2 separate regions of the Gasterosteus aculeatus genome follow, and region 2 is linked to region 1. A link is a contact called in public Hi-C data. All regions are on one chromosome and are shown on one strand. The core of a region is the stretch at or near the end of the contact, and the rest is flanking DNA. Distances in the headings are between cores, read along the strand shown. Region 1 overlaps acbd6 (acyl-CoA binding domain containing 6). Region 2 holds the start of qsox1 (quiescin Q6 sulfhydryl oxidase 1).

What was found. Hi-C and Micro-C count contacts between places; a contact is called where the count stands out from the background.
Region 2: a Hi-C map of skeletal muscle shows a contact between it and region 1, with 2.7 times the contacts expected there. The contact joins the promoter of qsox1 here to the enhancer-like site in region 1. A contact is called at or near these places in 2 of 6 Hi-C or Micro-C datasets (both in skeletal muscle).

What each region holds. Positions count from the first base shown.
Region 1 is chr8:16,689,237-16,696,965 of fGasAcu3.hap1.1, reverse strand. acbd6 (acyl-CoA binding domain containing 6) reads right to left here. Exons shown (of 9, transcript XM_040183945.2): 5 at 7,621-7,694; 6 at 4,078-4,183; 7 at 1,366-1,455. Among protein-coding and RNA genes, the nearest start is that of xpr1a, 8.6 kb to the right of the region's middle. Within about 2 kb of position 3,450, at least 1 of the 9 cell types and tissues checked has open chromatin away from gene starts, as enhancers often do.
Region 2 is chr8:16,750,608-16,758,336 of fGasAcu3.hap1.1, reverse strand. qsox1 (quiescin Q6 sulfhydryl oxidase 1) reads left to right here and starts at 4,877. Exons shown (of 13, transcript XM_040184382.2): 1 at 4,877-5,434; 2 at 6,211-6,311; 3 at 7,464-7,512; 4 at 7,609-7,711. The coding sequence starts at 5,140. It overlaps cep350 (centrosomal protein 350), which reads left to right. Exons shown (of 37, transcript XM_078108436.1): 35 at 501-647; 36 at 919-1,041; 37 at 1,379-4,441. The coding sequence ends at 1,549.

The sequences.
Region 1 (7,729 bases), core at 2,201-4,700:
CTCTTTTCAGAACCAAAAAAATTAGTCAAATCAGACAAAGATGGTAACGATATAAATGAAAAGTCTACCGAACTTCATCCACCCATCGCTACCCGCTGATACGTCCTGGCGCCCTGGCCTCTCAATTTCTACTTTACCAATAGATACATGACTGTAAAGAGGGTGCATCTTACAAAAGGATAACACGTACCATCAATCCTCCTCCGCTGTCATTATCTTGATACGGCTCTAAATCATTAGTGAAGTGTTTTTTTGTAGTTATCCCACTGGTGAGTCTTTTATGAACCATTCACCACAAATCCCCCCCCCGCCCACGACCCCTTGCTCCCCGTGAACATTCAAAACAAAAGGGGCCATGCATGACCACAAAAGAGAAAGTCATTTGTGAAATGTCCTGATTATGTGGGTTGTGCAACGTAAAACAATTTGCCTGATTACTTCCAATTGATTCGGCCTTACAGTTAAAGCCTCCGTGTGCGGCCCAGTGAGCTGCATTGTGTCGCGCCGCTGGGCAGGGAAGTGGAGTAATTTCTCCGATGTGCAGCTGAGCCAGCTTACCGCCAAAGCTAAAGCCCTCCTGGATGCTGCTAAACCTCGTGGAGGCAAAACACCACGCTAGCCACCGGCTAACTCTGTCTGCTAAAGCCCCGGGGGATTTGTCTGTGGCACAAAGTGAATTAAAGGTGACCTTCTGGACGGGATGGAGAGGGACAGAGCGAGGGAGGGAGAGAGAGCAGAGAAGGGCAGTTGGGAGTCCTGGAGATGTCACCGTTTGCCTTGAGCATGCAGGTGAACATGTGCATAACACTTCTTGCAATAAACGAGACGGCTCCTGCAACCTTGAGATTTCACCCTAAATCCTTCGGTTATACGTTAAAACACAAATGTTGCAACGGATCATCTTTAACTTCAGAGGATCAAACAAACATGCTAAAGTGCTCTGGTGAAGCAGAGCCCAGGGTGAAACTTTGCACTGTATGAATGTTGATGTTCTGCCACCACCTAAAAATAACTGACTGCAGCTCTCAATTCATGCATTTGCTGAGGTGTAATCTCAAAATGTCATCGAGATCCAAACTCTGGTCCCAATTATGTGCGAGTGGTCGTTCTACAAAGTTATTTCCCCATTGGCGGTTTCTTCGTTGAAGGCTTTCAAAAGCTTAAGAGCAACACTGGCGCTTTCAGCCCATATAGCACGTCAAAAATAATAAAATGAATAGAAACTAGAATGCCTAAAGTTGGACGCCCGACTTTTGCTCTTTAATGGCAATAACTTGACGTTCTGGGTAATTAGTGTCTTGTTTGGCGTATTGGCTCATTGATTTAGCAGTTAATTATCACAGAAAGAGGCAAAACGCAGCTCACCTGATTGTTGATGTCTGCTTTGTGCTGCAACAATACAGAAACCATCTCCTTGTGTCCTCGGTCACAGGCCCAGTGCAGCAGAGCTCGACCCTGTGAACAAGTGCACGTGGCAGCATAAGAACAGGTTGGAAGGAAAACTAAACTGGCTTGTTTATCTCATGTCTCATATTTACACCAGAAATGCATAGTGCACATTCCCCTACCGCATACTCCTCAAAGTCAACTTCTACGACACGCGTGTTTGACGTGAACATGTGAGCAAAGAAGTGCAGTTAGGAGGTTGGAGTACAGGCTGACGAGTCACCTGCACACATCTGTAAAGCTTGATGGATGAGACTCAAATTAGGAGAAGCCCTCTGATCCACGACTCGATCTCTCTCACACACAGACTACTCCTCAGGTCCAAGATCCTTGTTCTAATAAAACCACGCAAGCTCATTTTTCAGTGGGGCCAATTAGGTAAAGCAAACTCTCCAAGTTCAATTCTGTTCCTTAAATCATATTGATCACCAAGGCTGCCTGTTAAAATGGAAACTTGTGCGCCGGGACAGAATACCAATAAGTCTCTCGCTCTCTCCCCTCCCCCTCCCCCTTCCCCTTCCCCTCCCCAGGTGTCTCTGCTGCTGACTGCTGGCAACATCCTCCCTGAAGACCAGAGTTTACTATTCCAGAAGACCCCCCCCCCCCACACACACACACAAATGAAGTGGGCTGCTTAAATAAAACATTGAATGTATAAAATGGAACATGTGCAGCATTTAAAGCTGAGAAAACACTATTAAGAGAAACATTCAGTTTGTGCGAGCCAGTTCGGGCATTGAGAAGAGTTTGTTCTGATTAGAGCGGAAATGGTCCCATCCAGGAAGGTAAACCACAGGTGATAAATGTTAAGCACTCTCCACTCGAGTGGGTAGCTGACTAAAAGCCTCCTTTATCCTCATTTGAAAGGGAGGAGAGAAGCATCGCTGTTAAGAAAGATCGGCCGTTACAGCGGTAAAAGGGAGGAACGTCTCTAAGCAGCAACACAAACGGGCACATCAAGCACACCTGGTCAGTGTACGCTAAATGTATGTACATTCCCCTTCTCCCTCTCCTCTCCCCCCTCGGCTCTGCGTCGATGCACACTTGTGGTTTGGCATGTTTGAGTTTGTGGGAAACCGAAAGTATCCAGCGTATATACATGCAGTGATATAATGCTAAAGTCACATTGGAAACGTACAGTTATGCAAACTTTTCCTAATTATACCAAACAAACAGTAAACTGTTTTATGTGTATATATGTTGAATATTGGATGTTTATGAGAGACAATTGCACGATTGTGGTCAATAATAAACCTTCCTGTGATGATAGGTTTGTGCTTCCAATGAACCGATTCAAAGACGTTTGCAGTTTATTGTTTATGATATAAAAATGAGCATTTGGGTTATTTGTGGTCATTTTCTCATTCACTTCAACGAGAAGTGTCCAAACTTTTAACTGGTACTGTATAAACTGGCCAGCAGCTCTCACACTGAAGGAATGCACCACATAACTATACACGATGATTATCTTGATTGACAATTCAACATCTGAGCGCACACTTTCAGCAATACACAATCGAAATACTTCCATCCACAATTCCTTTAAGTATTACTTAAATATGTTTATTTCTACTAATACCACTTTTATATTAATTACCTACTAAATAATATGATGTCCTCCTTTCCATTTATGAGAAGTACACACCTTCCATAAATGTTTTATCGAATTACGTTTACTGTTGATGTTTTTATTGGGCTTAATCACCAATCCTTTCTGATCAATGAATAACTCCTTTTGTTTACCTCCTTTTCAGTTTTTAAAAAATTGTATTTTCAGGATGAGTTCATCAGCCGTGCACGTCTTCCACACGCCTCCAATAGAAATGCATTATATTAGATTTGGTTTCCACACCTACAAATACATGTATCCCAGGTAGATATTTGGCCACCTGCTCAAATATCCGGCTTCTTGCTGATTTTCGAAACTTACTTCACCATTGCCCTCTGCTGTCGGGCGAGCTGCGCTGCAGCAGCACAAACGACAACAACGGACGCGCAAAGCTCTCTGTGCCGAGGTGCCTCGACTATCTGGGCTCTGACTGGGAACCCGCGGGCCGACAGCCCGCTCATCTGAAGAACGGCTGCGATGAAAGGGAGGCAAGGGGGGTGAGCCGTTTGGCCTGGCCGATGACGAATCGGGGGCAGATGAACGGATACCACGGTCAATCCAGAAGACACCTCGCCGTGGTAAAAGCTGCTCACACCATTTACTCGTCTCGGCCGGCGGAGCGGTTCCCGCGTGCAGGTGGTCGGGATCGTTGACACCGTGACGTAACGACCACAAAGAGAGCAGCGTGAGCCGTCCCAGAGTGACCTGTACATTTTTTTGGGATACTCTGGTCATTTTCAACCGGCCCTCCTGCACGAGGGGTAAAAGCACATACCAATGACGCTGCGGAGTGTACGGACTCTGTGCTTTGCTACGGGGGGGGGGGGGTTGAGAATGGATCCCAAGGATGGATAAATTCCCCATCCTCTCCGCCCCCGGTTGCCCAATACCGACACACTGCCATGACAGTGTTGTCATGGCAATTACACATCCTTGAAAGGTAAACTTTTAAACAGCCATTCTCACATGGCATCAGTACCGTTTCCATTGACTTATTTCTCGGCAGTGCGCTCCGTAGTTACCTCTTCGTCTTTAGTATTGACATCCGCTTTCTGGGAGGTGATGGCCTTGCTGATGTGGTCGATGTTATTTTCTCTGCAGTAGTCAAAGATGTTCCTATCCTCTTCCCTGGGAGGGACACAGAGAAGGGCACGAGGAGAACACAGTTCACTTCATTATTTTCTTTCCGTTTGTGGATAAAGAATCAGATGACTTCCTATGTTTTGAGATATGTGTGAGATTTGAGGAGCTTCCAGCCCCACAATGGAGGTGAATGGATGAGGTATTTTTACACATTCAGTCCTGTTTGCTCTGAACAATCCACAAACCTCACTGCGAGCAGTTCTCATCGGAGCTACTTACAACCAGATTAATGGGGACAGTATGTATTCTAAGATCCAGCGTAAACTGAGAAAATACGTTTTCTGTCATTTGTGTGAAGCGATCCTTTAACTGCATTAACACCTTCGACGCCCAGGAAAGCCACGCCGTGCTACTAGATCATTTAGTCGTCAACGGCACAGACGTAAAAGATAACGCAAACACACAACTGGTCTCTCTGTGTCACACACACACAGGCAGCAGAGCCACACGTGCCACCTCCCGCGGGAACACTGGCACGCGACACACACGCAACCACGCACATCCTATCCCACCTCTGATTATATCTCTGTCTCTAATCACCTCCTGGCATTGGGGACAGGAGTGAGTGCTGGAGGGGGGGGGGGAGCAGGGTGCAGGGGTGGTGGGCTGTTGGGTGAAGGGGAGAGAAGGGGCTAAATCTCATTTAGAGCTTTACGCCTTCCCCTCCCCCTCCTGCCGGCCATTCAGATTAATTGAATTTAGTGCCCTATTGTCTGATAGAGACGCCGCATCCCAGCCGCTTTCCCACTCCCACGCGGTAAGTCAGTCCTCCCCAAGTGCCAAAAGCGCCCAGTTCCCGCCTGTGACGCCCGTCGCTCCACTGCGCCGGGCTTCACGAATCCCCCAGCATACACCTGGCCCTCGACACACTGGGGGATACGGTGGGCTGTTGTCCCATTATGACTGGGGAAGTCAAGTAGGTGGTCTTAACAACTATCGTAGTTAGGGTTCCAGTTCCCGTACGGCGCTCTGATCAGAACAACTCAGACGGTCTGGCTGGGAAGAAAAAATGCAAAAAAGGTTTCATGTTTTTGCCTGAAATAAAGGGCCAACTTTACCCCAAAACTCATTACAATTGCATGTAAAAGAGGTGGAATGAGTGGAATAGAGCAGACAGGCTATTTCACACAACATTGTGTTGGTTTTTGTATAGATAGTCAGCTCCGAACTACATTAATCGCAATTAAAGATGTGACAGGATGTGGGCTTAACACTTCAAAGTTTAGAGGATTCTACGTACACAGCTGGATCAACTCCTAACTCCCCACAGTGGAAATAAAACCATCTTACTCACGATGAGCACTTTTCATTGTTTGCGGTGAAGTTACACAAACAAAAGTTTCTTCTGCCGGTTGTTCTTTAATGAACCGCTGTACTTCCCTTTCTTCATCGTTTTATCTACACGCTTTATCTCCCCCCGGCTCCCTCCTCCCTCCCCTCCCTCTTCCCGCCATCTCCTCATCAGCCCGTGATGGATTATGAATAACTCATTACACTTTTATCACTGCTGGGTTATGTATGAGCACATCCATTTACATACTCCTGATTACCAGCGCTATGTTTATTCATGAGCCTCCACGCTGGGCCACACCCACTTCCTCCTCTGATGCCCACGGTGACCCCGAGTGTCCCTGATGTGTGGCCACCATCCGTCTCCCCGGCAACTAATCAATAGGCCAGCTCATCAGTCTTTCGTCGACGGTCGGACGGGGCCGGCCTGACGGGCGCATGACACATCCTCACATTTATAAAGCGCGAGCGTGAGTCTAATGTAGTGTACGGTTATATTAAACACACAACTTCCAAAATAAGCTCACGTGTGAAATGTACAATCGCACACAACAGACACGTGTATTTAGTCTGTGGCCCAGTGAGACACACACACACACACACACACACACACACACACACACACACACACACAGACACACACACACACACACACAGGCTGTAAACAAGCAAAATGATTAATGTGGGTCATATAACGACGTAACGTCAACAACACATGCATGCAATGCATGCTGGGAAGGTCACAGGCTACTCTGTCATCACAATAGCTGTGGTTTTGTGTGCGTTTCAGTATGTATGTGAGCTTGTTTTGTTTGTGTGTGTGTGTGTGTGTGGGGGGGGGCGGGGGGGGGTCCAGTCCGGTATACTGGCAGATATGTCCTTCATCCATCAGGATAAACTGGCCACAGTGGTGAGAACACTCATCTACCTGGCCTGAGCTTCACTGATCAACACCACGCCATCCATCCATCACACACACCTCCTCCCCTGTGAGACAACACGCCTAACATGGCTGAGCTCCACAGACGAGGAACAATGAGAACTCAAATAATGTCCAGACATCGAAGCCTCCAGCGTTTATCAAAGTACTTTTTCCAGGAGGGCGAGAGAATTACAAACGTAGCATTCAAAGCCTCTTCAATCGCACACTGATCAGCTCGGTAGCTCTGGGATATTGCTAATCAATCCTGCTTCGGTCGACACACACAAACACACACGCACAAGCTCACTCCATATTAAACAGCTAAGCACCTGTTAACCAGACAGAGTTAATTGCATTGCTCATCTCACATTCTGTGTGTGTGTGGGGGAGGAAATTGAAATGCAGCAGAGCAGTGAGTGTGACAGTTCTGGCAGGTTATGCACGGATTTGGATGCAATCGCGTTGACATACAGAGGCAAGTGTGTATTTATGTGGGCACGCGAGTGCATAGGTGTGTGCATGTGCCATGTTAACAACTTCTTCCTCGCCGGCTTCCCCCCCCCCCGCGGGGCAGAGTTGCTAGTGGATGTCTCCGGTGGGGAGCGTCCTTCTGGGGAAACCCGACGCACCTCGCTCCGTCTGCTGTATCCGGCACGTCTTCAAGCCCCCTCCCTCCACCCCATAGTACCTCCCGAATCGTAACGTGATTAGAAAAGGGGAGACTCTGGCCGCCTCTTTCCAAGGCCGTGCATACTAATCACATACAGCCATTTAGGAGGAAAACCTGCAGGATTCACACATCTCCTTTTCATCTCCTAAAAAGAGCTCTTTTTCATTGAAATGAAGATGAGCTTTTTAAGCTCGAGTGAGTCGGTCAGGCTGAAGTAAATGGAGAATATATTTCATTAACATAAATCAGAACTGCATGACGAGACGGTGCCGTAGCTGGAGACCGGACCCTGAATGGAGCTACGGTCAGTTGAATAGAATCCGATACAGCATCAAAGCCAGACTGAGATCAGGTTGACCTAAGCATTAAATAAGTGATTTACAGCTGAAGCAAAAAGCTGAGTCTGTTCCAGCACAATCAAGTCAATAATGCACAATGTGTGTCTAAGAGCTGCTTTTCCCCTTGTAATAAATGTAATAGGCAGGTTCTGACGTATGGTTGTCCGTTTCTGTGTGGAAGTGTTACTTCTGATGTAAATACCTGATCATCTCCTCCTGGTATAGAGAGCTAACCGCCGCTCCGAAGCCCGCTCTTCTTTCTGCGCCTCGTCTTTCCTGTCAAATCAAAGACAGGAACACATTGACAAACA
Region 2 (7,729 bases), core at 3,628-6,127, 60 kb before region 1:
AGTACCAAAGACTTGAAGAGTCAGACCACAGCCTCCTTGACTTTCTTTTCATTCCCCTTCCAATAACGCTGGTTGAGATCAGCTCTCAACTTTCCCACTGCTTCCGTATCACTAAGCCAGCATAGACCACACGAAAGCACTTTCTCTGAGTGATGTTAAATGGCAGACGTGTTTGCATTATTCAGTGGCTTCCTCTCTGATTAGCATGTTGGTGTTTTAAAGACTCACAGCTATTGCACTTGCCTTAGTCTCAGTAGATTTCCCTCTGCCACGGACAGACTTTGGACTCCTAAATCAGATATTGTCTCCGTTGGTTAAACGCCCTTTCCTTCAATGCAAAGAGCTAGTGAGCAGTAAATATGTCAGACATTTTGACAAGCTGTCTCACTCACCTTAACCATGGGAGACCTACTGCAGCTTTACTAGCTGAGCTTTATTTTATACAAGTATCTCATTCATTTCTGTCCGTCCCCCCCCCCCCCCCCCCCCCCCACCCTCAGGCTGTGTACGACCTGACGTGGGAGATGCTCGAGGAGATCTACACTGAGGATCCCGACGTTGATCAACCTCAGTGGGTCAAACCACGTCGAGTTAGGTCCTCCTTCTTCCACGGAGTGAAGACGCCGGGAGACCTCTCCAAGATCCAGGTACAGAGTGTCTGAAGAGACCCACCTTAGACAAACACACTGGCTACTTAAGTTGTCATATTATCTTTCTATGTTTGTATTGCCTTACTTTAAAGAAAACTACATGAGTGAGAGTATTGGTTTGTTTTTTATTTCTTCCAAGTGAAACTTCACAATTTGGCTTTGTTAATTCACCCGGGATATCTGCAAGTTTTATGGCATGTAGTAAAAAAACGTCCAAACATTCAAATGCCACTCACCCGATGACATGGTGAATTACATTGTGTCACAGGAATTCATCTCAGCAGAGGTACTGAAGATGTATGGTCTGACCAAAGATCACAGCCAGAAGACCGACTGGCAGAAGATGCTCAAATTTGGCAAAAAGACACGAGACAGAGTTGATCATATTCTGGTAGGTTTTTAAAATAAATGTTTGGGGGGTTTGCTTTCTTTATTTTCATTTTTAGGGATTGTTTGTCACCCGGAAAGGACACCTAATATGTGATAGGAAGATGTTCAAGATCCCTATCATGTTTTTTTAATTAATTATCCTTGTTGTTTGTCCTTGTTTTTTTTCCGATCATTTCAAATGAAATAGTGAATTTCATTTTGAGTGATTCTTTATTACTTTTGTTTTAATCAATTAATCAATTAATTCAATTTTGCTTTACTTTAAATCAAAAAATGTTTTCACATGACTTGTTTTGATACAAATGATTAATGTCACGTCACCGAATTTTGTTTTTCAGGTTCAGGAACTCCATGAGGAGGAAGCTCAGTGGGTCAACTATGACGAGGACGAGCTGTTTGTCAAGATGCAGCTGGCGGACAGCATCTTTGACGCTTTGCTGAAGGACACCGCTAACGTGCTGACGCTGATCTACGACAAGAGGGCCAAGAGGGAAAACGGCCCGTCTTGACGGCCTTCCGGTTCCGATTCTAAACTACACCCCCCTCCCCCTCCCCCTCCTCCTCGACGAACTCCAGCCAACCTCCCGCCGCTCGGTCTTCCACCAGCTGATGTGTCAGCAGCAAACCTCAGATGCCTTCAGTCCCGGCGTTACCTCTCGGCTGAACCACGCTCACTTCTTCCTGTGATGTTCATTTGCGGAATTCGGCTCCGGCTCCCTGCATCTCATTCCTCACCTCCTGGGGTGGTTCTTTTGTCAACACCGGGAGGAGAATGAGACGATTCTTCGATGGAATGGACTTCGATAGTTTGTTCGCACTTAAAATCCATTAATGCTGCTAAAATTGATTGTTCCATTTTTTTTTAATCCACCTAGAACACAAGGAGGTTGTCATATTTTGTATTGAATCCTAAAGTAAATATATGTATGGATTTAAAAATTGTAATAGAGTAGCAGATAAAGACTATACAGTGTAGTCCAGTGACAGTAACACATTATCGTGTTGGCTTTGTAATCCAGTTCATTTAAATTTAACAATGGTTATGAAGTTAAACTTAATTATAGGGTTTTTACTTAATTATTTACCTGCAGACATTGCAGCCATTCACCTTTTGCTTGTCTGGTCTTAAGGGGCGACTGACTCAGACCCTCTAAATCTATATAGTTTAAAAACTGAGATTTAAAACACTTTAACTTCCTAATCATTGTTTAATTTTGGACAGAGGTAGAAAAATAGAAATGGTCACAGATCAAATATTGTTGGACTGCGCTGTAGTGGAGTGTCGATGAGATCAGTTATTGTATGAAACATTTTGCCTCTTTAAATATATTATTTATCGTGAGAAAACGTTTGATTAGCAGAGTAAGGAACATTTTGAACTGTAAATGATCTTGTCAACATATAGAAAACAGATTTTAACATTTTACTGAAATTGTAAAAAGCACAAAAAGAAAAAGAAATGTGAACGTGGACACAGCAATATATTATCGAAGAGGTTTAAAGAGTGCTATTGATGTTTTTGGTGAAAACTGTTTAAATAGTTGAAACATTGAAGTGTTGATTCGTTGAAAGTATTCTGTATGACTTTTATTGTGGCCACAGCTGTCCAGTTGTCCCCCTTTTGTGGGACACATACCCCCTGTACTTATGTCAACGCTTGGAAAGTCTCGTACAACCAGCAAGAAAACGCTTCTCCGGTGATTTGCGCTTCATTCCTATTTTTTTGGGCTTTAACTGAGGCCTTTGAACCCCATTCAACCTTGTTTAAGTAAGCTGTCGGGGGGCGAGGGGGGGAATGGTTGTCCACCAGCGCTAATGCCCACGGGGGTAACAAAAGTAGAATCGCATCACAGGACGACACCCGTGTGCTGGATTTTAGCCTTACTTTTTCTACAGTCATTTTTCTTCCCATGACACCTGTGGTGGTCCTGTTTCTTCATTGGTTGTCCTTGTGAAGGTTGCCAGCTGAACATTTGGCAGTCTCTCTCTCTCTCTCTCTCTCTCTCTCTCTCTCTCTCTCTCTCTCTCTCTCTCTCTCTCTCTCTCTCTCTCTCTCTCTCTCTCTCTCTCTCTCTCTCTCTCTCTCTCTCTCTCTCTCAGCATTCAGTTCAAGTGCCTCTTTAGTTGTAGATTCGTAACAAACTCCCTTTGGACCTATTTCTCTTTGAATGTCTCTTTCAACTTGCTGTTTACTACCTTTTTTGTAAATGATCCTTAAATGGCCCCTCTAGCTTCTCACCGGTTTGCCAACACTTCGGTTTCTGCCTTATCAATCTTTCTGTATTGAAGCCTAGTTGGGAACGTTTTCCAAGCCTTCTCATTTTGTCCGTGCTCCGCTTGAGAAATAGTTTGTGCTAACAGAATTACTGACTCACTCTGAATGTCACCTGCTTTTTGGCCACGCCGACCCTGCATCTGTGCATATACACACAGTTGAGTCATTTTTTTAATCGATAATCGAAGTGTATCAACAACTAGATTGTTGACCCTACAAACACACACACACACACAAATAAGTTGTGGGTCATTGAGGTGGTGAGACTGCGCACCTGGACTTTATCAAAGGGCTTTCTTTAGTCCCCGCAATCAATGCTCCTCGGATCCAACCGTGTACAAACTCATCGTGACGGTGCATTAAATCTTCTGAAGAAGCTGAAGTAACCTTAAAACTCTATTTTTTTTGTTTTCCAACCCGTGAGGTGTAAAACGTTTTTCTAAGGTACACGCTCAAACTGTAACTTGTATAATGTAGAAAACGACCAAAACATTGACACGAATTTCTCATGCTGTATGGGTTGTGAGTCTGGGCTGAAGGCATATGTAACTGTACTTTATTGCAAACCCTCTTGGATTGTCTTCTTGAATTGATTGTATGTGGGAGGCAGTGGAGATCCCCTCTAACTATGCAGTACTTGGTCCTGTGCTCCGCTTCGGCCGTATGGACCAAAAGGCTCAGACTTCTCCTGAGTGTGAAGGTTGATGAGATCGTAGACGAGCTTACGGCTCTCTGGTGTAGGATGGAGGTGCTTCTATCCGCTCGTCTGAGGTCCGTTTTCTCCAAGGGGAGGTGGAGGAACTTCCCCTTTTTAATAGAGATTGATATAAATGATTGAATAAAAGGAAAAGATTTGATTATTAAATTAACCCAGTTACACTAGATTTGTCACTTCATCTTTTAAAATGTGGATGAATATTTATAATTCTGTGCGGTTAGTGTGCGCCAAGTGCACTTGAAGATGTGTACAATTCTTTTATGGGTGTAAATATACTGTGTTCAATCTGACCCACTGTTACTGTAACCTGAGTGATTGTAAGATAAACACTGTATACTTTGCAAATATGTGCAAAATATATATTTGTTAACTAAATGAATTGTAAATAAAGCTTCCATTGTTTCTGAAGTAATCTGACTTGTTTTGGTTAGTAGTTTGAAGTGTTGCAGCACTGATGCCAGGCCAAGGAATCTCGTCCTAACGCTCTAAATGTTAACATTTTACATCAGTAACTCTTTTTAAATATAGATTTTGAAGCCATTGCAGCAGCTCCTCTGTTGAACGTGGGAGTTACACAATATCAGAAGTTTGCATCATACGATTACAGAGAAAGTGTTGTAATGTACCAGTCTTGACTATATCTGGGATATTTAAGAATGATACATTTCTAATTTTGCAGTAATATTGGGTGAATGATTCACTGCTTGGTATTTTAATATAATACATATTTTGCCACAAATATCAAATATGAGCATGTTGATTTAACTCTTTGTGAGCGTTAATAACAACACTGGTTATTGCAAGTTGTTTCCTGTACAAAAGCCGCGAAGGGTCAAAAATCAAGTGTCAGACTTTATCGGGGCGAAATGACAACCGTGCGCGTGCGTCGGTTAGTTCCTTGAGGTGTGTTTTCTAAAAGGACGAGAACTCCAAACTGGAAGAGAAAGGGAGGGGGAGAGAGAGGGAGAGAGGAAGCACGATGAAGCCCGCTGGCCGCCTCGCAGAGTGAGGCAGAAAAGTTGTGTCAACTTTGGTGTGACGCGGAGGTGAAAACTCGGTGCGTCCACACCGACGCTCGGCAGCCGCAGCTGGGGGGCGGGAGGAAGATGGCGCGGCGCCGCGGCGGTGCCACGTCTCGGTTCACCGGAGAAATCCCCAAAAGTGCCGGAAAGAGCGCGACGTCGGCGGTGGTTTGGTTGTGTTTTTGTCTCCTGTTCCCTTCCGCCGCGGAGGCCGGGCTGTACACCGCCACCGACCAGCTCCTCCCGCTGAGTCCGGACAACGTGGAGCCGCTTTTGATCAACTCCACGGCCGCCGTGCTGGTGGAATTTTACGCTTCGTGGTGCGGACACTGCATCGCCTTTTCTCCAGTTTACAAACGTCTGGCGAGAGACATTAAAGGTTGGTGACACGACACGCAGCTGTGTTCCGTGACCTTCCGTTCCCGTTGATACGCGTTCTTATCTGCCTTTCAGAGCTTGTTTTATTCACGTGACACAAGTCTCTTAATTATCGCCATGGTTACAACTCGCTGTATTTATCCTCATGTGCACGGAAACGAGCGAGGACACCAAGCTGTTGTTTGTACCTGTTAATTAGAGCGTGTGATCTAATGAGTGTCTGTCCCGTCAAATATCCGAATAAATATCACAGCGCCGTGAGAGGAAATACAATTCGGATGATGGTGGAGGGCAAAGGGGGCTGTAATGATGGCAGGAGGCCCGACGCAGTCACGGTGTATTTCAGTCACACACACACACACACACACACACACAACTGTGGCAACTGGCGTCTCGGTACTAAATGCTTTGCAATTGGAATTGGACTTTAAACGGTCCGCATCCACTGTTATTCGAGGAGAATACCAGAGAAATTAGGGTTGCATGCAGAAGATATCGCCATGGCAACCACTTAATCTGCGGAAGTATATGCAGTAAATGTTGATGAACTTGATGAAGAAGTCAAATATTCACAGCAGTGTAGAAACTGTCTTCGTGGTCCCACCAGCGTCACTTTGTGGACCTTTTGCCCTCTTCTAAAAATACAAAGTTATGTTATAATCCGAAGTGTTGATTGCAAAATACACGTTGGCCCCCGGGGCCTCAGCCACTGTGGTCGGGTGCCATTGACGGTAAACTCAATATTTACTTTGGCTGTATTTCATGTCTGTTCTTCAGAATGGAAGCCGGCTGTTGACCTGGCAGCCATCGACTGCGCTGCAGAGGAGAACAGGAAGGTCTGCACCGCCTTCGGCATCAAAGCCTACCCCACTATCAAGGTATTATTCACAATATAACACGCAGCCCCACATTCTGTGTCCTCTTGCGATAACCGCTGCGGGAGGATCCACTTATTTAACAGAGATGGTCAACGTAGCCTCAAATGTGTGACTCTTATCAAAAAAAGTTTTAGTCCTTATATTAAAAGAAATGAAGGAAGTAGGTGCAGGTGAATCAAAACTTTGAACCTTATTCTACCTTATTTACGTGGAGGAAAACAATATCCATCAGAAAGTACTCCACTGTATTTCAGTCCGGTGAGCTGATCTCTATTTTGCAGAAGCCATAAAATAAGGAATGTTCACAGTCTTCCTCCAACATGCCTCGGCGCTGCCTTCATTCAACATGTGTACACTACGTTTGGTTTCGATTAGCACGTAGAGCATAATGTTGATACGCATGTGTGGAAACAGAATATGTGTTTGCTGGTACTTTTATAAAGGTATTTGATGAATTCAAGATTTTGTACTCATCATTCTCTACGATGTTTAAGTTGTTAACTAGTTTACTTCTAAAACTGATGTTGATGGAGTTTTTTTTTTTATCCGTCTGAAGCATTACAGGTGAACACTGACATTTATTCAGCACTTCTTTTTGATTGTTCAAAGACAAATCTATTATCCATCAGTTGTATTACTCCGCCTACAGGTGAGTAAAGGTAATATTGTTTTAATTATTTAATTAGATTCTAATATGTGTGTAGAGCAGCTTATTTTTAAAATAATTTGTCTGTATTTGTTGAAGCTCTGTTACGGATTGTCTTTGATACTGTATCTGCAACTGTGTGAGTACGTACGTGCGTCCGTGTGTGTGTGTGTGTGTGCGTGCGTCAGCAGCAGTGTGTGTTTCAAAGTCGCTCCTCTCCGTCATCCAGCCAGAGCCAATGAAACAAAGAGCCCCCTCTGTTTGAACGCACAATGGAGCCGAAACATCTGCGACTCATTTTAACCAGGAGGGATTTAGGGGTCAAGGTGCCCAGAGGGGCAAGCTGCCCCCCCCACACAGCCCCTTCCCCACCCCACCGAACATTACACAACATGACCGTGCTTTTCTCATGGCCGTGTGAGGGCCGTCGCATCTGATCTCACTTCTCTCTTTCCCTTCATCGACTTCCTACATAACGTAAACCTTCTGTCCCTTTCCCTTTGCAGTTCTTCCACGCTTATTCCAAGGCTGATTCTAAAGGACAGAGCTTTAGAGGTACTACTGCGCACACACACAAGCAACTGCTCGTGTAGTCCTTAGTGATAATCACCAACTGAGCATAACCTTCTCTTGATGCCATTTGACCTCCAGCTTCTACTCATGAAGTCTGGGTCCTCCGTCACCGGATCATAGACAAACTGGAAAGCCACGAGGAGCCGTGGCCCCCCGCCTGCCCCCCACTGGAGCCCACGAGGTAAACACACACTCACAT